Linked DNA regions of Zea mays: regions 2, 3 and 4 are each linked to region 1. Evidence: chromatin contacts called from public Hi-C data. All regions are on one chromosome and are shown on one strand. The core of a region is the stretch at or near the end of the contact, and the rest is flanking DNA. Distances in the headings are between cores, read along the strand shown. Region 1 holds the start of LOC100285889. Region 2 holds the start of LOC100381570. Region 3 has its middle 11 kb from the start of LOC103629184. Region 4 holds the start of LOC100275842.

Evidence for each region. Hi-C and Micro-C count contacts between places; a contact is called where the count stands out from the background.
Region 2: a contact with region 1 is called in a Hi-C map of leaf mesophyll, with 2.6 times the contacts expected there. The contact joins the promoter of LOC100381570 here to the promoter of LOC100285889 in region 1. A contact is called at or near these places in 5 of 25 Hi-C or Micro-C datasets (bundle sheath, ear, leaf and 2 more).
Region 3: a contact with region 1 is called in a Hi-C map of bundle sheath, with 6 times the contacts expected there. The contact joins the enhancer-like site here to the promoter of LOC100285889 in region 1. A contact is called at or near these places in 9 of 25 Hi-C or Micro-C datasets (bundle sheath, ear, endosperm and 3 more).
Region 4: a contact with region 1 is called in a Hi-C map of bundle sheath, with 3 times the contacts expected there. The contact joins the promoter of LOC100275842 here to the promoter of LOC100285889 in region 1. A contact is called at or near these places in 7 of 25 Hi-C or Micro-C datasets (bundle sheath, ear, endosperm and 3 more).

What each region holds. Positions count from the first base shown.
Region 1 is chr6:34,864,879-34,867,578 of Zm-B73-REFERENCE-NAM-5.0, reverse strand. It overlaps LOC100285889, which reads left to right and starts at 1,328. Exons shown (of 5, transcript NM_001158779.2): 1 at 1,328-1,774; 2 at 2,414-2,637. The coding sequence starts at 1,654.
Region 2 is chr6:35,329,432-35,332,154 of Zm-B73-REFERENCE-NAM-5.0, reverse strand. LOC100381570 reads left to right here and starts at 1,276. Exons shown (of 17, transcript NM_001361448.1): 1 at 1,276-1,556; 2 at 2,342-2,422. The coding sequence starts at 1,530.
Region 3 is chr6:35,192,426-35,195,125 of Zm-B73-REFERENCE-NAM-5.0, reverse strand. No RefSeq gene overlaps it. Among protein-coding and RNA genes, the nearest start is that of LOC103629184, 11 kb to the left of the region's middle. Within about 2 kb of position 1,320, at least 16 of the 20 cell types and tissues checked have an H3K27ac peak or open chromatin away from gene starts, as enhancers often do. A contact at or near this core is called in bundle sheath, ear, leaf and 2 more, where this site is marked.
Region 4 is chr6:35,280,038-35,282,752 of Zm-B73-REFERENCE-NAM-5.0, reverse strand. It overlaps LOC100275842, which reads right to left and starts at 1,374. Exons shown (of 1, transcript NM_001149825.2): 1 at 1-1,374. The coding sequence starts at 1,342. The coding sequence ends at 137.

The sequences.
Region 1 (2,700 bases), core at 79-2,578:
GCCCTCAAGGCCATGGGTTGATCACTTCCAAACGCTGTGACCGGCCACGAATGAATGCTACCAGTACCCTGCACCCCCTACCCACCCACAGTTTCACTTGGATGGCCAGTCGGACACACTCACTCACACACGTAGTACAGCCCCCGCGTATGCTTGTACTCCTGGAACAATGGCGATAACCTGGCATAACATGGCAGGTAAGGTAGGCAAGCAAACCACGGCCCACGGCCGCGCTTATGGATTGGTGGATCGTGGATGGACGCACGGGGTTCCATCCAGGGACGACGGCGCCGGCCAGCGAGAGTTTTCGGCGTATTTATTTGCTTGGCTGGCATGCAAAGATTCCTCGCTCCACTTCCCAAACCTGGGGAGCACGAGCACCCGATCTCAGTCAGCCTCGCCACTTCTACTAGGAGCGTTTAGCCAGATGGAATGCGGAATGAAGTCAAAAGGTATGCAAGGATGGCGACAGATCTACTAGTGGCGCACATAGTGTGAGCAAGAGGGAGAGGAAAGAACCATACATAGTAGACATGAAGGATTGCAGCAAAGAAGCGAGGTATTAGGTTGTTAAGGCTGTTTGTATCTAGATGACACGGTGTAACTCCGAGGACGCGAAAAATTACACTTGAAGGAAGTTTAGAATCCAGGTAACGCCCACACAGGAGAGGACCTGGAAAGCCTACGGCACCTCAGGACCAGATGACACCTCTGGACAAATTAATTAAGGACCCTGTCCGTGCAATTTTACCTTTTTCCCCCCTACTCAGATGAGATCTATATCAAGTACTAACAGATCTCACACTTGTACTGTACATGGGGATTGGACGCATGGCCAATGACCAGCCAGTATTCGCAGCCGCATCACAGCCTGAAAAGGCCCTTTGTCCAGCCTCTCTCCCTCACGTGTCCTGCAGGCCTGGATCAGAGGTTCAGAAAGGACCATCAGGTCCTGCAACCATAACGTACTCCAGCCAGACGATAGATAGACACACAGTCCATGTTCCTTGAGCCTGTCGAAAACAGTTTGTTTTTCTTTTACCTGCCACGATTCAAGTCCTGCTGCTTCAACCAAGTAGGTACCCCGTACCCACATAATAACGTCTCATTGTCTGAACTTATCAAGCGCAACTCAACTGGCAGCTAGAGTGGTGGGGGGAAAAAAACAACAACGTGTTCCGAGAAACAATTCACATCCAGCGGTGTTCTGTTCCTAGATAAAGAGTTGGAAGGCATCATCACATCCAGCGCGTTAGCTGGGGGGGGGGGGGGGGGGGGGGGGGGGGACACAAGATCCTGGAAGACGCACGGAGCTTCTACTAAGTTTAGGACCCCTATTCTTGGCTCAGCAAATCCTCTCCTCGGCGCAAAGGCATGGAGCGAATGCTCATCCCACCTGACCACATTTTCCCCCACAGAGATCACATTTACCGCGCACAAAGCACCAACAACGATCCACAGCCTGTTTGCGAGATCTTTAGCACAAGGAGGGAGGCAGGCATATAGACTCCCACCCGTGCTCTCATTGTCAGCACAACGAGGCCTGCGGATCGGTCTGTGCGTTCTAGAGAGAGGGGACGAGGTTTACCCACTGCGAGAGCGGAGAGGGGCAGAGAAGAGATCCAAGGTTCTGGTACGTACAGCTGGGAGAAGATGAGCTGCTTCGGATGCTTCAAGCCCGACAAGAAGGTGCCACCCAGGAGGACGGAATCCAGGGAGGTCACGGTCGTCAACAAGGCCCCCAGCCAGAACGAAGCGCCTCCCAGGGAATCTGGTAAGGACCAAAAGACAAATCTTGCAACGAAAAATAAGGAATTAGCATGTTTTTGCACTGTTTCAAACTGATCGCGTAAAAAAATGATTGTTGGGACTGGGAGAGATGTCGGCAAACAAAACAAACAATTAGGAAACAGATTAAATACGACGCACAAGTATAAAGATCCAAATTCTGCAATCTCCCAATACGTCCTGTTCTGCTGCACATCAATCTTATAGCAGGATATACATGTGGTTAAACAATCTATATATACTGTACCAGGGTCAGTGGTTTCCTGAGAGATGCTTTTAGACCTGATGAAAACGCCGACCATTCAGTTGTATCTTGTTTAAGGGACGAAACCAAACCCCCTGTGTCACTGCATATATTCCTCTGAACCGAATCCATGTAGCAATCATGCTGTGCACTATCTGTTTCCCTGCCAGTGTCACATGTATTTTGGTGCTATACATACTGCTGCAATTCATGTCTAGTTCTTAACTGTTATGGATGAAAATGGATTTCAGTGATATATATAGCATACGCATATACATACTCTTCAAATTTGTTCAGCAAATGGCAGGAATAGTCAACAACCGAAGGAGCAGAAAAATAGAGATTTATGTCTAATGCAGTTTACCACCTCACCTTTTGCAGGGTCCATCAGGCCACCACCAGTTGCTTCGAAGCACAAGCACAGGCCATCATCTGAAACAGCAGCAAGCATCGAACCTCCTAAAGGAAGTTGTTCTGTTGCCAAAACCGCAAAAGCATTCACGTTCCGTGAGCTAGCCACGGCCACGAAAAACTTCCGCTCTGACTGCCTTCTCGGAGAAGGGGGATTCGGCAGGGTATACAAGGGCAGGCTTGAAAACGGACAGGTACACACCACACAGAAAAAAAACATTCAAACGTTCTACGTATACACAAGCTTGCTAATTCAT
Region 2 (2,723 bases), core at 27-2,526, 460 kb before region 1:
TGTTGAAAATAATAAAAAATAGAGCAATGATGCACAACAGCCTCAAATTACGCTGACAGGTATTGACGCGGCTGCCAGAATCAAAGTCTGAGCCCGCTCCTGGTGGTGTTTATTGGTGGTGTTCATGGGTATCACAAAATTTTAGGTTTTAGAATTAGTTTTCGAGCTGCCCATACCACTATTTTGTTGGTAAAATGAAGTCTTCAATGAAATGGACGGCTGCTCACTTCTATTTTTACTGCTCTCGCAAATCCATTTTTCACTTGTGTGAATGACCAAGCGATGATGCTATCACAAATAGTGTGGTGTGACCCTACAATTTCACTTTTCAGTCAATGATGATGGATCATACGAGACTTTTTTTACTTCAGCATGTTCTTTGATAGGGGACGAATTTGCATGAGGTGTTATGAACTACAGACGGAGGTGAGCATTGAGAGCGTTTGTGTATTAAAGTGCACTGCACTACAATACTTGTCTGTGGATGTTGAGCGTTTACTTTAGCTTAATCAATCTTGTAGTTTTTTAATGTTATCTTTGTCATCCATGCAAGATTATCTTCATCGTGTTTCGCAAGATGAGAGTCACCAAACACCTGTTTGGTTTTGTGTAGAACTTCACGCTCCTTTCTATCCCGGATACTTCTATCCTTATTCGGATGATGGTGCCTAGCAGCAACGATAGCCTATCATCGACCTTGACGAGCAGCCATAGATCTCCCTCAACAATTTATGTGCAGTCGCAACGCACATGCACTTAGTTAGTTAAGAATGAAGTTATTAGTTTTTACTATTTTAGATGGGAACGTATCTGGTGCAAACCAACTCCTCCGTGCAACCGTGCAAACTTCTAATCTGAACACATGATGTTAATCCAAGGGAACGCGCAGAGGAGTGGGAAGGGGAATTTTGAAAAGGTGTGATTAGCAGCGGACAGTTAAGTATAAAATTATCCACGTCCCTGCGTTTATTGGATCAACATTATATAATTTAGATTAGAAATTCGCACGGTTGTACAAATGAGTTAGTTTGCACCTGATATGTTCCCAATCCCATTTTAGATGGGAATACGAACAGGACACGGTTTAAGCAGTAAAAACGAACCAACCCCCACGCCGGCTTCGGTGGGTCGCGGATTCGTACGTCCCCGCCAAAAACCGGATTTGACAGCGGCCGATAACGTCCGCCGCGGCGGCGGCTGACGGGCTGAGAATAGGAGAGAGAAACCCCTCTTTCTCTTCCTCTCCTTCTCGACGAACCCGTCCCACAAGCACGTGCGAGCCAAGGCAGACAAGAGCGAGGTGGAGAGAGGGAGAGAGAGTGAGTGAGAGAGGAAAACCCCGCCCCCGTCCAGGCAACCTTCGTCGACGCATACGGCGGAGGCCACAGAGGCGCCACGCGAGGGAGCCCCGCCGCAGCAGCGGCCGCGAATTCGGCACCCCCGGATCTCCTTGCCGGCGCCCGGGGCCCCGATCGCCTCCTCCCCATGGTCGTGCCCCTCCGGGCGTTCTCCTCGCGCGGGCGCCTGCCATGTCGGACCTCGCTTCCACCAGCAAGGTATACGCCCGCCCGAGCCCAGTTCGCCACCTGATCCCTGTCGATTTCCCCCTCGAATTCCCCGGGGGATTCCCGCCCCGCTGCCGCCCGGCGGTTAATTCCGCGCCGAGGTTTAGATGGATGGATGGGCCTGAGCTGGCTGAGAGAGTGAGAGCTCGGACCCTAGTTTTTCCCAGCGCTTGCTGGCACCACTGCCTTATTTCCAACTGCGGTTCGGCCTCTTAATCTGCTGCCCGCCGTAGTCCAGCCCCGAGTTTTGGGGCTGTGTGTGTTGTTGGGAGGTGTTCTATGCTGCCTGAGCCACCGAATCTGTTGAGCTCACGTCCCGGCGATGTATACCGGCAACGCGAATCTGTGCACTGGAATGAATCAACGATCACTCAATCTCACCTAGACAAACGAAGAGCAGAGGCTGTTTTTGGTGTTGCGAAAAGAACAAGCAGCTTCTCTGTTGTGTTGTCTCTTTATTCAGACTTTCTAAAGTGATAAACATGCAGACTATGCGCTTGGTTTACAACTAACAGAATCAGCTCCTCATGTACTGTACTGATTGATAGGCTAGTGTTGGTTCCTTCTGTCACATGACGCAGTACTCATTCAAGCTACTCCTAGCTTGCACATGGCAAACCGACAAAATTCACTCCTAATAAATCGTTGTAGAGTTGGTAGTCCTGTTTTTTTGGTCCATGGATCAAACATGGCAAGTGTGGCGGTGTACTTCACGTGCGCAGCAACGTGTAACGGCACTCTTGAATATCTCACATGTTGACCCTTGTTTGTCACAGGATAAACTTGCGTATTTTAGAATAAAGGAGCTCAAAGATATCTTAAATCAGCTGGGGTTGCCGAAGCATGGAAAGAAGCAGGTCAGCAACTGTTGTGGTCTATTATTTCAGCTTTTCCAACACTCTGTTTCTACTCCGGGATGTGTAGGATTGCAACTGAATGGTGGCGCATGGCATACGAGCCTCCAGGGTGAACTAGCCATCTGGCAGTACATAGTTGTTGGGTCTGTTTGCTGTAGTGCTGTGCACAACTCGCTTTGGCAGTAACCATGGGTTCAATCCATCAGCATTGCATTTTCAGGAATCAGAACCATTCCCCCCCCCCCCCCCCCCCAACACAATCAGAATCTCATCTTCACTATACTTGGCTCAGCTTTGTACT
Region 3 (2,700 bases), core at 71-2,570, 330 kb before region 1:
ACTATTGTTTTGTAAAATATTTTGGTTTTCGAGCACCATGAATTCTCTAGATGAAATTAAATTTATAGTTGTGAAAACACTCCATCCACTTGGAACTATAAGCCGTTCTAACTTTTGTTAGAGTCTAAGCATCTCAAATTCTAATCAAAACTATAAATGAAAGTATGAGGATTTATGACATCAAATATATATGTTATAAAATTATAATTATCTACAAATTTGATGATACATATTCGTTTTAATCAATGATATCATTTTATTATATAATCTTGATGTATGGTAAAAACTAATATTTGGCGAACTGCTATAGAGTTAATATTTTTTATATGGAATTAGACAATCTATTATTGGTAGGTGCCGCACCTTCTAACATCATTTGATTTGTAGCTACATATATGCAACCATTAGGAGTAATCTCCTCGTTGTCTTCTCTGAGACCTTGCGGCATGTTCTTGAACCCCAGCATCTCCATGCTTGGCGTTGCTACCTCCGCGTTGGTGTTCCCGAACAAATCATATAGTCCTGTCTTACATATTTTCCAAGCTCAATTTTCTGAATACCTAAATTCGCTAATGTCAGGTACTCGTGCCGCTCCTGTTTACACATGAATGAAAAAAACAATAAAATTTGCTTGCCTCTTTTCCTCCTAAATAGCGCTTGGATGGAGATATTTGGTACCTGAGAGGTAGGGCAGGGCGGCGTCGTTGGGGCGAGGCGAAGAGAAGCACCAGATGCTGGTGGTGGGAGAGGGATACCAGGAGGACAGGCGCAAGCCGCACAGCCCTGCTCCTCCTCGGGAGGAGCGCCTTTACTTGGGCGGACCGCGGAGGGCGGGCGGGCGGACTGAGGCGGTTGCGGCGTCGCGGAGCGTAGGGAGGCGGGGTTTGCGGCAGGCGAGCGAACGGATCGCGGCGGTCGGGCGGATCGCGGCAGTCGGTCGGGCGGATCGCGGCGGTTGTTGGCGGATTGCTCGGGTGGGCGGGAGGGCGGATCGCGGCCGTGCGCGGCAGTCGCGGCGGGAGGGCGGACGGGCACAGGAGGCGGGGGCAGTCTACAATAGTCTCTTAATAGTTAGTAGAGATATATATATATATATATATATATAGTGTCCGTTGACACAAGACATAGACATACGTACAATATCTTGTATATATTTGCATATGCCCAATAGTAAAGTCAACTGTTGACCGTATCGCCAATATCCAGTGCCGAATTCAGCTCCAGAATAAAAGGCAGCATTCAAAAGTAGCTAGCTACTTGCATTGCATGCGGGCGTACACGGCACATGGCGTGGGCCAAGGCCAAGGCCCAGTACGTACTGTACGTTGTGCGGCTCGCAACCAAGCAGCGCCAGCCAAGAGCCACCTTCTTCGCTCTCTGTATGGTATATATGGCCACGATCTATCTGCTTGTCGTGGAAGGAGTATTACATGTGTCATGTTTATGTACGTACGACAATAATGGGGAGTTTTTTGGGGTGTATATGAATATGTCTCTTTGCATATATCTATCCATTCGAGAGCCTAGCTCACAAAGGAAACAAAAGAGACTAATCCCGGGCCCGTTATATAGTGAACGTATCTAGTGCAAACCAACCACTCTGTGTAACCATGCAAACTTTTAATCTTAACCACATGATGTTAATCCAAGAGGCCGTACGGGAGAGTAGGAGGGGGATTTGAAAAAGTGTGATTAGCAACGGGTGGTTAAGTGTAAAATTATCCACGCCCCTGTATCTCTTGGATCAACATCATGTGGCCCTGATTAAAAGTTTGCACGGAGGAGTTGGTTTTCACCAGATGCGTTCCCCGTTATATATATAGGGTGCACTAAAAAAATGTAGTCTCAAGATGACCTTCGGAACAGTCCTATATATATATATATATATATATATATATATATATATATATATATATATATATATATATATATATATATATATATATATATATATATATATATATATATATATATATATATATATATATAGGCAACGTATCCTGTGTAAAAGGTTCTCCTGTGTAAACATGCTAAAACGCCTTAACAACCTTTGGATCCAGAATCAAAGGCTAATTTTAATCCCACCTAACCGCCACCGCACCAGATTACCAGGAGGGGGTTCTTTAGAAAAAAACACAAGATTATCAGGTGGGATTAAGATTAGCCTTTGATTCTGGATCCAAAGGTTGTTAAGACGTTTTAGCATGTTTACACAGGAGAACCTTTTACACAGGATACGTTGCCATATATATATATATATATATATATATATATATATAGAGAGAGAGAGAGAGAGAGAGAGGACTATATTATATTATTCATGTCATCAAGACAGGAGCAAATGGACACTATCAAAAGAGTTATGCATGCATGCATGATGATGAGGGTCAAATAGGAGTAGTAGACTGTTTCTGAACCAGTCGTCACATAGATGAAGATCGATGCATGGTGAGGAGGGTGAAATAGTAGCATAAATAGTACATACTATATAGATGGAGCGGAACGAAGTGGGGGTCATCGTGCATGAATGGATGTATAGGGACCATGATATCTAAAGAGAATATTTCTATTTTCTATAGTAAAAGTTGCGTAGCTACAAGCTCATTCAGCGTCGCCTTTTTAACGACATCTATCACATTCCTTTCCAACGATGACATTTCTTCTTCTTCTTCTTCTTCTTCTTCTTTTTAAGTCCTTCCC
Region 4 (2,715 bases), core at 125-2,624, 420 kb before region 1:
TTTAAGTGAGCGCACATATTTACTACTACACAACTTACCAAGGAATCCAGATTCAACAGCATAAGAAAACAAAAGAACGGGGCCCGCCACCATCACAAGTCCACCACCACCCACAGTCCCCCATCGCCTCTGCGTCTCAGTGGCCGGTCAAAGCCACCGCCGCCGGCGCCGCGCCGGGCGGCGGCGGAGCGTGCCTCCTCCGGCCGCCGCTCCCTCCGTGGGCCCAGAAGCACCCGGCGCTCGTCGCGGGTCCCGCCGCCATCTTCGCGGCCGCGGTCGTCGCCGGCTCCGACTTGCACCGCTGCAGCACCAGCGGCCGCGCCGATGAGCACCGCACCGTCTCGTCCTCCTCTTCCTCTTCCTCGTCGTACTCATCGAACTCGTCGTCGTCTTCTACTTCTACTTCCTCCTCCTCCTCCTCTTCTCCTTCTCCGCTCAATACCAGCTGCGGCTCACGCGCTGGCGCTGCCACCGCTCCTGTTTGTTGCGTTGCCACGCCGTCCTCGTTCGCCGAAGCTGGCGCCTTCCGGGGAGAAGGAGAAGGCGAAGGGGATGGGGATGCTAACGGGGACGCCGCGGCGGCGAGGGCGTCCCTGGCCGGCGCCGGCGTTGGCGCCGTGGCGGTGGAGGGGAACCGGGAGGTGAGTGGCGACGTGCGGTTCTGCGGCGCGGACCGGCAGCGCATCAGCAGGAGCGCGTTCTTGGGCGGCGTAGTGGTGGCGGACGACACGGCCAGCGGCGCGTCCCGGTCGCCGTCGCCGTCGCCGATCCCCACCTCCTGTTCTCCGTCCCGGCCGGTCGACCCCAAGTCGACGTCCCCGACGCCGAGCTGCACCTCGTCCTCGGCCCGGCGCCCGCTGCTCGGGTCCGCGGGCGGCTTGGGCGCGGCAGCAACAGCGACGTCCCGGCTGCTGAACACCCAGGGCGAGCGGCGCCCGCGCTCCGCCGGCGGCTCGTGCCTCCGCTTCCGCGCGTCGGACGCGAACAGCCCGCCGCACAGGAACGCCCTCTTGAGGCAGCGGCAGTAGTAGTAGTAGCCGCCCCTGGCGGCGCCCTTGTCCCGCGCGGCCGCCTTCCCCACCGCCGGCGCCGTCGCAGTCGCAGGCTTCTTCCCCTTGCGCATCCGCACCTGGCCAATGCAGGTGACCTTGGGCGACGAGGGCTCCCCGTCGTTGGCGGCGCGGGTGCGCGCGCCGCGCGACACGAACATGGGCGACGTGGCCGGCGGCGCCCGGCGCGACCGCGCGCCCCGGCGGCTCTTGCTGAGCAGCAGGCGCGCCAGGCCCGGCGCCGCCAGCTGCGGCTTCTCCGCGCGGCCCGGGCTCGCCGCCGGCGGCTTCATGGCTGGCTGGCCGCAGCGGAGGGAGGGAGGTGGATGCCGCCGCGCGCGGTAGCGAGGTTAATTAATGAGGCGGCGCGGACACAGTGGGGGGACTGGAGGGGGGCGGGCGGTGGGCGCGGGCGTGCGGATTAAATGAGGCGACAGGCGAGGCGAGCTCCGGATCCTCCGCTGCTGGCGTGGGAAGCGTCAAGCTAGCGCTCGTGTCGTGCCGTGCCGTGCGTGCCTCGTGGGTGTGCGTGTGCGTGTCTTAGGATTCGCTCGGTGGTGGGCCTGGACCCGGTCCATGGATGCGTTGGATGGATCTGTCCTGGGCCCTGGGGCGGGTGGGTGGAGGCGTGGAGCCGTGGAGGAGGTATGCGACGGGCTTGGGCAGGCAGTGCATGGACCGGGTCGACGGCCATGGTAATGGGGGCGGGCGTGAACATGAGTAAGGTAACTGGGAGAAGCAGAGTGATGTCGTCTCAAGGACAAGGACGACGAGAGGATGCTGCATTGGCCATGGCTATTGCTGCTGCTCCAGCGTCCAGGGCGGCTCCTCCTCCTCCTCCTTCCTCCTGCGACCTGACCTGACCTCTCCTCTGCTCTGCTTGCGGCCACGTGCGATGTGGCCTGGCCATGCACGATCCGTCAATCCAATCCTGCCCCTTGAAACCTCTGGCTGGTTGGTTGGATGGGGATGCCTTGATTTCCGCACCCAGCCTGCATACCCGCCCGGCGCGGCGCTGCTGCTGCAAAAAAAAGCACGTTCCACTCCACATCCACACGTCCCTTCACTCTCATCTCAGGTCAGCTCAGCGTCCACCACATACAGTAGTATTTTCTTTTCTTTACTTTTCGTTTCCCCTTCGATTCAGGAGACGTCTCGTCCTCCTCTCTCTCTCTTTCGTCTCATGGAGGTAATGGTACTAGGAGGAGGATCGACGATCAGAGCAGTCTCTAAAATAAAGTAGGCGTTGCACGAGTGGGTGCGTGCATCTCAGCCAGCCAGCCAACCATGGCAGCAGCTTTCTTCACTCACATCAGCCAGTCTTCATCCTCTCTCTCTCTCTCTTGTTTTGTTTGGTGTCTGCTAATGCTAATGACCTTTCTGTCATATGCATGCAAAACAAAACTAACCGTGTGTGTGCTCATCAGTCGTCGTGGACGGCAGCATTGTTTAGTGATTTGCTGCCAGGGACAAGGACAGCACCCATCAAGGGCGTGCGTGTGGTGTGGTGCCATGTGGTGGTGGAGCTCCTCGCCGCCTGGGGATCCGATGCGATGCGCGTTTGTGTGAGCAGGGGTTGGATCTTGATCTGATGCAATGAGCCGTCTCTCTCTCTCTCTCTCTCTCTCTCTCTCTCGTGTGCTTAAACAATTCTGCTAATGGCATT